Regions from separate parts of the Oryctolagus cuniculus genome. Here region 2 is linked to region 1. Evidence: chromatin contacts called from public Micro-C data. All regions are on one chromosome and are shown on one strand. The core of a region is the stretch at or near the end of the contact, and the rest is flanking DNA. Distances in the headings are between cores, read along the strand shown.

Region 1 (5,690 bases), core at 1,401-3,900:
TTGGCATCTTTCGAGGCATGACTGCCCCCTGCATTGTCTGCTACTAAGATTAGGGCTGCCATCGGGGACTGGCCATTCTGTGCCGCTTCAGGCGGTGTGGTCCGGTTGGAATGAGGTGAGGCAGTGGGTGGTGGTGGAGACACAAAAGAGGACGTGGGAGTCATGGGGATCTTGAGCCCTTCGGTGGACGTGGACAGCCATGGCTGGGCCTCTCCATTGATCTTAGGGGGCCCGACTTCACCTTCTGGCTCTGGAGAGGGCTTCCTTTTCCTTGCTGTTCTTGCAACTGGAAAAAAATTAGGAAATAAAAGGAAAAAAGGGGGAATAAATAAAAGTTGCACTGGAAAGCACTTTTACTAAAAACCAAACAAAAAACTCCTTACTGAATTCCTACTCTGAAAACCACACAGACAAAACACCCGTTCCCAGTGGCTGCATGCAGCTTAATCATCTAAACTTAGGGGGCTCTGAGGCAGGACACCGATGGAAAAAAAGGCAAGGAAGCCCCAGAAAAAGGCTCGAATACGACAGGGTCTGTTTCACACATGCATGCGTGTACCCCATCTGAACCGTGCATGTGATTGTTAAAAAGTCCCCCGACAGGCTAAAAGGTGACTGGTGCCCTCATGCTCCCATCCAAGAATGTGCTGGGAAAGGAAAAGCCTGTGTCAGTGCCTATCAGCCCCGTCTGACTCATCTCTGTTATGCTGCTTCAGCACATGAACACGTTGCCACTAAGCACTGGTTCCGCCTCAGGCACATCAGGAAGTTGGGTGTTTGTTGTTTCTGGGCTGGGGTAGCACGATGAATGGGAAGCAACCACCCCTCCTCCTCTGCTCTCCGACCCTCTCCCCTAAGCCCCCTCGCTCCACAGCCGCCCCTACCTGCTTTAGACCCGTTGGCCCCGTTGGCCTCGAAACCCAACAACCTGCCTGCAGTCAGGGCCGGCTCCTTCTTAAACTTGCTCTCGAAGGGCCCCGAGTGGCCGTGCTGGTGCAGCGCCAGCAGCGTGTCGCGCACGGTTTTGGGCCTGTTGACCCAGTCCTGCTCTCCGGGCCCGCGGCCCTTGCCTGCGCCCTCGGCGCCCAGCTCGGCGGCCCCGGGCGCGGTGGACAAGCTGTCGGCCGGGCCCCGGTGCGCGGGCGGTGGCGGCGGCGGCTGCTGCTTCTCCTTGGCTGCCGCCTCCCGCTGCTCGTGGTCCACGGCTGCGCTGCTCGACACAGAGGCCGGCCTCTTGTGGGCGCCCAGCTCCGCGGGCTGCGCTGAGCCCAGGCCAGCGGCGGCCGCGGCTCCAGACACGGCGGCCAGGGAGGCGGCGGCGCGGCCGCTGAGGCCGAGCGCGGCGGGCAGCGGCGTGGCGGAGCCGTTCATAAGCGGCACCAGGGTGGGCGGCACGGTGTGGCCGCGTCGCGCGTTCGGGCTCTGGCGGTTCAGCTCGGGCGGCTCCTCCAGCTTGGAGAAGCCGTTGGGCACCAGGATGCCGTTCACAGGCGGCGGCTGCGGCGTCGGAGGCTGGGCCAGGCCCGCAGCCGGGCGGCTGCCGCCGAAGTCGGAGCCGAGGCGCGGAGGTCGCTCCGCCGCGGCCGCCAGAGGGTAGCGCTCCAGGGCCTGCGCTGCGCGAGGGGCCGCCTCGGGGCCGCCGTGGCCGAGCTGCTGCTGCTGCTGCTGCTGCAGGAGGATGTCCTTGGCCGAGAGCGGCGGCGGCTTGGCGGCGGCCGGGGCCGCGGCGCCGGGCGGGGAGCGGCCCTCCGGGAAGCAGCCGTGCGCCCGCTTGAGCTGCCGCGCCGTCTCGATGACGAACTCGACGCGGTCGGCGCCCTCGTAGTTGACGCAGCCGCGGCACACGGGCTCGGTGAAGTCCCAGATCATGGCCCAGGGCATGCGGGGCAGGTCACACAGGTAGCACGACTGCCGCCGGGACGCGGCCGCCACCGCCACCGCCGCGGCCATGTCCGAGGAGCCCGCGGCGCCGGGGGAGGAGGAGGAGGTGGAGGTGGAGGAGGAGGAGGGGGCCCCGCCGCCCCCCGCCGGCACCGCGCGAGCCCTCCTCCCCCCCCAACCCCGCGTCTCCCCCACCAGTGGCGGCGGCGGCCGCAGAGGCGGCGGCGGCGGCGGCAAAGCCCGCGAAGGCTCGGCGCCCGCGCAGCGCCCCCGGTGCACGAGGGGCGGCGGGCGCGGCGCGAGGGGCTGCAGCCGCGGCAGCAGGTCCCCCCGGCCGGCGCGGTGGCGGGCGCGGGCGGGCGGCGCGGCGGGGCGGCGCGGCGGGGGCTCGGCCGGGGCCGCGGCGGGCCTCCAGACCGGGGCGAAGACGGGCCGCGCGGACGCGGGGAAGCGCAGCAGGTCGCGGCGGCGGCGGTGGCCGGCACGGAGTGCGGGGCGGGGGGCGGGGAGGACGCGGGGGGGGCGGGGGCCGGGGCCGGGGGGCGGCCGCCGGAGCAGGCTCAGCCCGAGCGGCGGGGCATGCCGCGCCGAGGCGGCGGCGGTGGCCGAGCGGCGTGAAGCTCGGGCGCGGCGCGGGCCCCGGGTCGCTCTGCCGCTCTCTCACAGCTCCTGGCGTCGCTGCTCTCCAGCGCCCGCGTCAGCGCCTAGCCCGCCTCAGCTCCGCCGCCTAGGTTGTCGCTGCTGCTGCTCGCCGCGGCCGCTCCACTTCTACAGACTTGATTCTTCGACAGCCTCGCACGGCGCCTGCGCGGGCCCCCTCCCCTGGCGCGCGCGCCCGCCCTCCCGCGCGCACGCGCACGCGCTTTCCCTCGCCGCCCCCCCCCCCCCGCCCCGCGCGCAGGGACGCGGCCGGGAGAGCCGGCTCCGCGGGTCCGCGCCGCCTCCAGTGAGCGGCCGGCGTCCCTGACGTGAGCACGCTGCTCCATGGGGATGTTTGCCCTGTTTCCTCGGCTCTACAGACTCCTCAGTCGGGATTTGGTTTCCCTGTGCTTGTCCTTTCTGTCGAGTCGAGCTAAAACTAATAAATAATAATAATAATAAAGGCAAGGCCACTTTGTAACTTGGTTTCTGTCAGACGCTTGATGGAGAGTTTAGGTCTGGCGTGCTTCACAGTTTTGGGTTTTTGAGGAGTTGAAAGCCAAATGTTGGACACGTGAGCACAGAATCGCTCAGGAATGCTTTGCACTTGCATTTGCCCTAGGACGGACACGCGCGCCGCCAGGCCCTTCAGGTTTCACAAACTCAGGAGAGTCTGCTGTTCCCAAGCACAGCACGGTGTCGTCATGCCGCCAGCTGGCTCGCGCGCTTTCCACGGAGCCCTCCGTAAGGAAAGGGAGCGCGGTCCAGACCGGGAGCTCGAGAACACCAAGACCTCCCGTCGGCCCGCCCTCTGAGCGGAGCCCTGGCCGCGCCCGCCGCCCCGGCCGCCTTATGTAGGTCCGCGCGGCGAGCGCGTGACGTGGGCGCAGGGCTGCGGGCCGCAGGCCCCCGCCGCCGCCAGTGCGCACGCTCCGCGCGAACGTGCCTCGCCGCCGCTGGCACGGGGGCCTCATTGAACGAATGCACATTCCAGGGATCCGGGGTCTACGGCCAGCGAGGCGCGGCGCGTCACGTCACGGCGCAGGCTCCGCCCCCGGCAGGCCCTCGGGGCCTCCGGCCCCGCCCCCCCGGGCCCGAACTTGGACTCGAGGTGGCGGGTGGCGCTGGCGCGGTCGGGGCGCGCGGCCTGCTCGCCTCGATGGGTCCCCGCGGGCGCTGGGGGCGACCGGCTGGCTGGCTCGGTCGCGGCCGTGGCGCAGGGCGGGCCTCGGGAGGGGGCGGCCCTGCGCCCTCTGCGCCACCCAGTCCGGCCCTAACCGTGGTGGGTGCAGACCTGCCTGGCGGGAAGACGGGGTGCGGCCCCAAAGCCCTGCCGGTCGGGCCCGCGCCTGTCTTACGCCGTGGGCAGCCAGACTGCCCCTATTGAATGAGCGCGTGAGGTTCCCACTTTTATCGGGAGGAGGAGCTGGTGTGTGTTGTGGTAAATCTCTGGGTTGGTCGTTGGTCCTGCTGAGGCGCGGGCTTGGGCGCTGTCGGCTGGGACTTTGACGTTGCTGCTTTGTCAGAGCGGTCTCTGGAGCTGCTTTGGCTAGCAGCAGCACAGGCCCGCATCTCTCCCTGAGACTGGAGTGAGCTGGTCAAGTGTGGGAAGAACAGGGTACTAATTATATTATCATCCTTACAACTGGATTGGTAGGTGGAGAGGGAGGGAAAAAATCCTGCTGACGTTTCCTTAGTTGTTGCTGTTGAAAATGCCAGGTTCTTTCAAAGAATTAAAGGAAGAGGGAAAAGCACTCATAGACAACGGAGGGAGCTGCTTAGAACACAGGAAAGTTGTTTGAAAATGGCGCAGAAAACATGCTGCCACGTCTAGATGTTTGGAGAGGCTAACCCTGACTGTCTTCCCTCGGGGATTTCCAGAGGCGTGTCTGCTCCGAGGGTCTCCCCGTCCCTTTCCAGGTCTTACCTGGCACTTGCCATCCTGCTGGGGAGGACGGGCCTGCCGGGATCCCTCCCAGGAGCAGCTGAGGCCGCTGCAATGGAGCACCTCCTGCTGGTCACGCTGCTTAGCGACCCTGTGCCACCCACCGGGGATGAAGCCTGGTGTTTGTGCTGCAGGCCTGAGCCTCCTCAGGGCCCTCAAAAGATGGTTCGGGAAGCACCGCTGGGAACGTAGTGGGCAGCCGCAAAAAGTCAATGGGAAAACGGGGTTACAAGATAAGTTTGAGTGTGAAAGAACTTGAAGTTCGTGCGTAGATGTCATAATACACGTTTTCCGTGAGCGTTTGGAGAACCCCATGCATTCAATGGAAACAACTTGCCATTAGGACGGTGGCTTAATTATACTCATTTACCTGCCAGCGCTCCCTGCTCATTGTAATGCCCTCCAGAGAGCGCCTGCCACTCCACCCCAGAATAGAATCCCCGGAGAGCTCCGAAGTCAGGACCTTTGTAGGACAGAGCTCCTGCTCTCCAAAGGAAGAGAATTTCCTTTTGAATGCACCCCGCCAGCTTACTGTTGAAACTGGGTTGTGGTAACTTCCCTCCTGCAACGCCTGTTGGAAAGTGGAAGGGCGGTTTTATTTCTGGGCTTGAGCCTGCCCTTGAAGGATCCGGGATCAAGGGGGTTAAGGCTGGACCTGGATCCGGGGCAGCAATTCCTTATATTGTATCAAAAGTCTTTCATGCTGCCTGGCCTTTCCTGTAGCTCTGAAGCAGCTTTATGGATGTATGCTAAGTAAACATAGCTTTGTTTTTGTCTTCTACCCACCGCCCTCCCTCCCTCCCTCCCTCCCGGCGAAGACTAGAGTTGGATCCCATCCAAAGCGGCTGCTGCAGCAGTTACAGCCGCCTCCTCCACACACAGGAGCAGGGTTTCTAGGGTGAGGCAATGCGTCTGCAATTCGCAGAGACAAGGCAGGAATTGTAATTGTAGTTCATCATGTGATGACTTATGAAAGAGGAAGTTGGTATGTTTTAGTCACGTAGACTCTGCCCTCTTGCTTAAGGCTCCAGGTCCTCTCCAAAGAGAATTACGATCATCTTCGCCACTCAGAGTCAAGGTTACCAGGTTGTCTGCAGCCAGCTCTTACACACTGATACGTGGACAGGCAGGCAGATCCTGCGCCAAGTGTCAGTGAAGCAGTGGGTTGAGGTTGGCTTTGAACCAGAGCACTGAAATGTTGCAATTTGTCTTAAGAACTGAAGGA
Region 2 (5,690 bases), core at 1,095-3,594, 370 kb after region 1:
AGCTGCTCCTCTTCCAATCCAGCTCTCTGCAGTAGAAGATGGCCCAAGTCCTTGGGCCCCTGCACTCACATGGAGACCTGGAGGAGGCTCCTGGCTTCGGATCGGCGCAGCTCCGGCTGTTGCGGCCAAATGGGGAGTGAACCATGGGATGGAAGACCTGTCTCTCTGTCTCTGCCTCTCTCTGTAACTCTGTCTTTCAAATAAATAAAATAAATCTTTAAAAAAAAGAGAGAGAAGTTTATTATTGAGCTGTGTGGTGGAAAATGTCATTGATCCAAAATGGTAGATGCCACAGAAGAATGAGAAATAGCAAGGCTTCCATACTGTGATGCTTTTCAGATGGGCCTAGATTTTTAACAGGCCCAACATGCTTGAAGGCTCAGAGATCTTAAGATGATCCCATGATGCAACAAACTTATGAGACCCGCAGACAAAGTGGTCAAAGCACACAGCCATCAGCCAGGGCCATAAGTCAAAGGCCAATCCTCCCGTGGCAGTTGTGTGGAAACAGAACACTGGAATCATCTGTAGTCACAAAGGGCAACAAGGGATGTAATCATGGTCTAGAGAACTCTTTTATTGTGGCCCTCACCAGCCACAGTGTACCATAAAGCAGGGGCTGGGAAACACCCTGGTGCACACCCTGTCAGCTGCACAGTCACAGCGTGTCTACAACAGCTGGGACCCTCTTCCCAATCAGCCCGAGACACGCACACTCAGCTGCTCAGTCAGGCCATGGGTGTGTTCTGGCCACGTGCATGCACACACATGCACTAAAAAAGAACTTGTTGCAGAAGGGGGCAGCCAGAAGAACACAGTTCCCCTGGTTCTATGTTAAAGGGTTTCCACTATATTCCAGAGCTGCTGCAGGGTGGCATCTGCTGGGAGCCCTCTGTTTCATTTCCCCCCTAAGTTCCTCTTTCTGCTGAGGGTAGAGGTAAGGAGAGGCTGCATAGGGAGGGGTTTGGGAGGAGAAAATCAAGAAGAAAGGATGGACCCATTCCTGTTCCTCTTTCCCCTGTACTTCTCCACTTTGGTCTCTAAGTCTTGTATAGTAAGTGCACAGCATTACGTGCTGGAAGACTGCACTAGTTTGCCTGGGCTGCCATAACAACGGACAGCAGACTGTATTTCTTCACATTCTGAAGGTTCGAAGTCCAAGATCAAGGTGTCAGCAGGCTTGGTTCCTCCTGAGGCCTTGCTCCTGGGCTTGCAAATGACCAGCTTCTCCATGTCTTTACGAGGTCTTCCTCTGCTCTTATAAGGACACCAAGGAAAATGGATTCAGGCTCACCCTTAGGACCTCCAAAGGGTTTTTAAAGACCTTTAATCACCTCTTTAAAGACACTATGTCCAAATAAGTTCACATTCTGAGGTTCTGGGAGTCGGGACTTCAACCAAACCAAAGGTGAAGCAGGAAGAGAAGTCAACCCGTGTGTATAGATCCCCCGCCGCGGGCTTCGCACTGGGCCAGGCAGCAGAAACAAAAGATCAGAAGACATCATCTCAGCTCTATGTGACTGAATGACAAAATTACATCCCAGCAAGTGAGTGAAAGGCGTGGCTGGCTGCATCCATCATGAATGACTTCAGTGAACCAACATCAACACTGCTCCCACAGCCCGGAGGGCTCAGCAAGCTCGACCACCAGCAAGTCCAGGAGCGTCACTGAGCCCAGAGCTGGCAGCCCACTGCCACCTCCACCTGCAATGGAGTCACACAGGGGCCACCACCCCACGCCCAGAGAAGCCTGCCAGCTGTTGCCCAGAGCAGAACCACGAGGTGAGGCTCTCCCAGACGAATCCAGGCCTTTCCAGATGCCCTCTTGTTGTCCCCAGTGAGAGCTGGCCCACAGCAGACCACAGAACAGAACTGAAATGCAGGGTCTCCGGTTAGCTCTGCTGAGGGGCAGCCCACCAGACCACACCAGCTGCCACGAGTGACAGGCAATGTTCTGTCCCAGGATAGTCCAGCCCGTGACAGGAGAGTAAAAGTTTCCACATCCTCAACTGCGCCCCGTACACTCACTGTGCCCAAACCTGCACCCCAATTAGAGGAACAGAAAGGCAGCATGTCTGCCGCGTTGTAATCCGTGCCTTCTTCCTCTTGCTCCAGATAATTCAACTGCGTCACTCGATTGTTATTATCGGTGCTGTGAGTGTTTACTTAATCAATCTTCAAAGAGATTTCCAGGCGGGGATTTTGGTGACTAAATCGAGGTCAGAGTTCCTCTGACCATCAATCAGGGCCAGCAGGGGGCAGGCCCAGCTGATGGTCACCTGATCACAGCAGCTGTGCGACAACTTTGAGCCAGTTCCTGTCCAGTATCCCTTCCCAGCTCTTGGTGAACCCAGACACCGGTCAGTTCCTGAATTGCAGTGACACGCCACGCACTCACACAGGCCTCCCCTGCTTGGGTGACTCCTCTTTATTGCTTTCTAGCACATTCTCTCTCCAGTCCAAACACAATTAAGTCACAGCAGCCTATCTGTGAATCTTTCCTTTATCACCAAACATGCAGCCCAAAAGCACGGGGCTGGTATTTCCTCTGACCCAGTAGGGATTTTTATGGGGTTTTTATTTGGTTTCACTTTTGCCATGCTTCTGAGAATGGTTCTTTTGTTCTTCCTTCACTCTCTGCTTAAGTCCTCCAAGCCATTCTGCTCAGAAAACCACAAAGCTGCTGCCCCAGACAGGTAACCCCCCCAAAAAATGGCACTGAGAAAACCCCCATCTTCCTATAGATTTTCAAGCTATAAAGCATCAAGTTCTCAGCACCGAAGCGGTCCCTCCCCCAAGGCCAAGCCCCTCACAGCCAGGCCTGGGGGAAGCAGAAGCAAGGCCGGGAGCCCCGTCTTCATCCTAGGACTGAGGGAGAGCTTCCCACATGTGGTGTGGTGGACCCAGGGATTTGCTGGCCAGAACAGAAAATACGCCCTCCCTGGCTCATCTTGGAATCCAAATGTGAGCTGAGCCATCAGCTCAGCTCCTCCCCAGACACAGTGACTGAGCCGGTGATGTCACTTGGCCCTGGTGAAGCCATCAAGGAGTCTCTTAGAATCTTTTGAACTCGTAGTCTGTCTCTGATGAAGAAGCCTTTAGGTGCATGATAAGGAAAAGTGGCCATCATGTCCATCACCTGCCATGTAGGGTAAGTTTCTCAAAGAGATTAAAATCAGCATCTGCAGGAAGTTGAGATGAAAGAAGAGAAAGCACCTGGTAGTGTTGGGTCCTAACCGCAGGTGTCCTGGGTCCTACAAAGCCCCCTTCTAGAAGCCGTGGCCAGTTTGGTTTGCCTCACTATGTACAGAGGCAAAGAAGAAAGTGGGAGAGAAGGTAGCCCACTCCTCAAGCTGATGGAGAGCACTGGAACAGAGAGTCCCACTTGTAGTTTTGCAAAGGGCTTCCAGGTCTTTCTCAAGTCAATGCTCAGGGTTACCCACTGCGAGGCAGAGGCAATTATCTGGATAACTGGGGTGTTTCTTAGAACAGGTGTCAAGTGACAGCACTCTTGTGACAGATCCTTGGAAAACTCAGTCCTTTAGGATAAATCATGGCTCTTCTTGTAGGAATGTGCCAGTTGCAACCCCACCACCCTCATCATATCATTGGTTAAATGGACAATTGGCCTCCAAAAGAACTAGTTCAACTACCTCCTCCATCAGTTTAACACCTTCCTAGATGGAGCCCCTTCAGAATCTAGCTGCTTTTCCGATTACGAGACCCTGAAACAAGGAAGCTCCGGAGGTGGGCACAGACCCAGAGGTACCCACTGTACTCCACTGTGCTCTCTCAGCTGAAACCACAGAGGGGACTCATGTCAGAAGGGCTTACCCAGCTGAGAGTGAGGCCATAGGACCCAGCCTAACCCCCTTACTCACCCAGAAGGGTCAATGGAGAGCCAGTAGCCACAAGGGGTCAGAGCCTCAATTTTGACTGCAAGTTCAAAGACTCTAGCTGAAGCCACACAGTGCCCCCTGGCATCACTCTGAGAAATGGATCCAGTCCTGAGTCAGAGAGGAAGCAAACACTCACTGAATCACCATCCACTTCCTCCTGCCCGCAGCAGCTCGGCCAAGACCAGCAGCAGCTTCCCAGGAACAAATTAGTGATCAACACTCGGAAAAGTTGATGCTCCAAGAAGAGCAAGCAGAGACCCCTGGCCTGCTGAGAACCACCGGGACCGACTTCAGTGGGGCCCCCCGCCCCCTGTGTTTTCCAGAGTAAAGCTGCACATCTTGTAACAGCCCCTATCCTGTCCTGCACTGACCTTGGATGTGTTATTTTTCACTTCCCTGTTCAGAACACAGCCACACTTTCCAAATGCCATGAATCATCACCACCGAGCAACGGCCATTTAGCAAGGCAGGAAACCACTGAGCGCCAGACCTGGAAGGAGCAGCTCCTGCTGCAGCCTCCCCCGCCCTGGCTGGTCATTGTGGCACTAGGCCACAGCGGAGGCTGCCTGGGCAGTTCCCGCTCTGTGTGCTCAGCTTCTCCACCATCAGCCCACAGGCAACATTAGGCAGCTCCTGGCTTTTCCAAAGCTCTCTTGGTTGCATTGTCTGAAACAAAACTGTCACCTTCCAATCCCAAGAAGGACAGACATGGATGGACCCATTGAAGACCAAGAGAGATCAGATCAGCCAGATCCACCATAGAACACGAGGGGAGGCATGATCTCTGTCTGCAAGTAGCTTTGCAATTGTAGGACAAATGTGGCCCATGTCATGCAAGCCCCTTTACCACTAGAAACATGTGCCTTCTACATGCCATTCACTAAGTTCCCAAGTAGCCAGTGGTGAAGCCAAAAATCAATTAATCGTCAGTGTGATGTCAGCATCCTCAAGAGCTGTCAAATTTTTCTGTGTTGAGCTCCTGGCTCCCGATATTTCTGAATAACACATCTGTTCTCATGACAGTCTTAAGTTCTGACATAGTAATGAAACCCTCATATAATGTTATTATTTTTTTTCCTCTGTTTAACCATAGACAGTGCCATTCAAATGTAGAATGGGCAAGGAAATGCAAATACACACAAATATGAAACATCAGGTTTAACCTACTAGATTGGCCAAAATTTTAAAATTTGATGATGTGGCCAAAGAGTGCAAAAATGGGCAGCCTCCCACACTATTGGTGGATGGAAAGTGTTCTACATTTTCCAGAGGGAGTTTGATCATCACAGTTATTAATGAGTGCCTTTTGACTCCTGATTTTAATATTTAAGAATTTATTCTCAGCTGAATAATCAGAAAAAATGCATCACAGTGTGGTAATAAATACAAAAAAAAACAATAAAATAAGGTTGAAATGATCTCAATGTGATTGAGCCACATTAAATGTAAATTATGATACATTTAATAAAAATAAAATGTAGCCATTAAAACAAAGGAGGGGAGAAACAGGTGTTTGGGACAGTCATTAAGAATTAACTTGGGTCACCACATCCCATATTGGGGTGCTTCGGTTTAGGTCTGGGCTCTGCTTCTGACTCCGGTTTTCCACTAATGTGCACCCCTGGGAAGCAGCAGGTGATGGCTCAGGTGGATCTCTGATGCCCACAGAGGAGGCCAAGCTTGAGTTCCTGGCTTCTAGCTTCAGCCTGGCCCAGCCCTAGAAGCTGTAGGCATTTGATCAGTGCACTAGCAGTGACTGGAAGTTCTTGCTCTCTCTCTCTCTCTCTCCCC

The links. A called contact is a pair of places that touch in the nucleus more often than the background predicts.
Region 2: a Micro-C map of ear pinna shows a contact between it and region 1, with 4 times the contacts expected there. The contact joins the enhancer-like site here to the promoter of IRF2BP2 in region 1. A contact is called at or near these places in 6 of 6 Hi-C or Micro-C datasets (ear pinna, embryonic fibroblasts, liver and 3 more).

The regions. Positions count from the first base shown.
Region 1 is chr13:53,905,869-53,911,558 of mOryCun1.1, forward strand. IRF2BP2 (interferon regulatory factor 2 binding protein 2) reads right to left here and starts at 2,651. Exons shown (of 2, transcript XM_008268248.3): 1 at 885-2,651; 2 at 1-286. The coding sequence starts at 1,950.
Region 2 is chr13:54,275,342-54,281,031 of mOryCun1.1, forward strand. All of the region lies in intron 1 of LOC103350930 (a long non-coding RNA gene), which reads right to left. Among named protein-coding and RNA genes, the nearest start is that of TOMM20, 120 kb to the right of the region's middle. Within about 2 kb of position 2,345, at least 4 of the 8 cell types and tissues checked have an H3K27ac peak or open chromatin away from gene starts, as enhancers often do. A contact at or near this core is called in ear pinna, where this site is marked.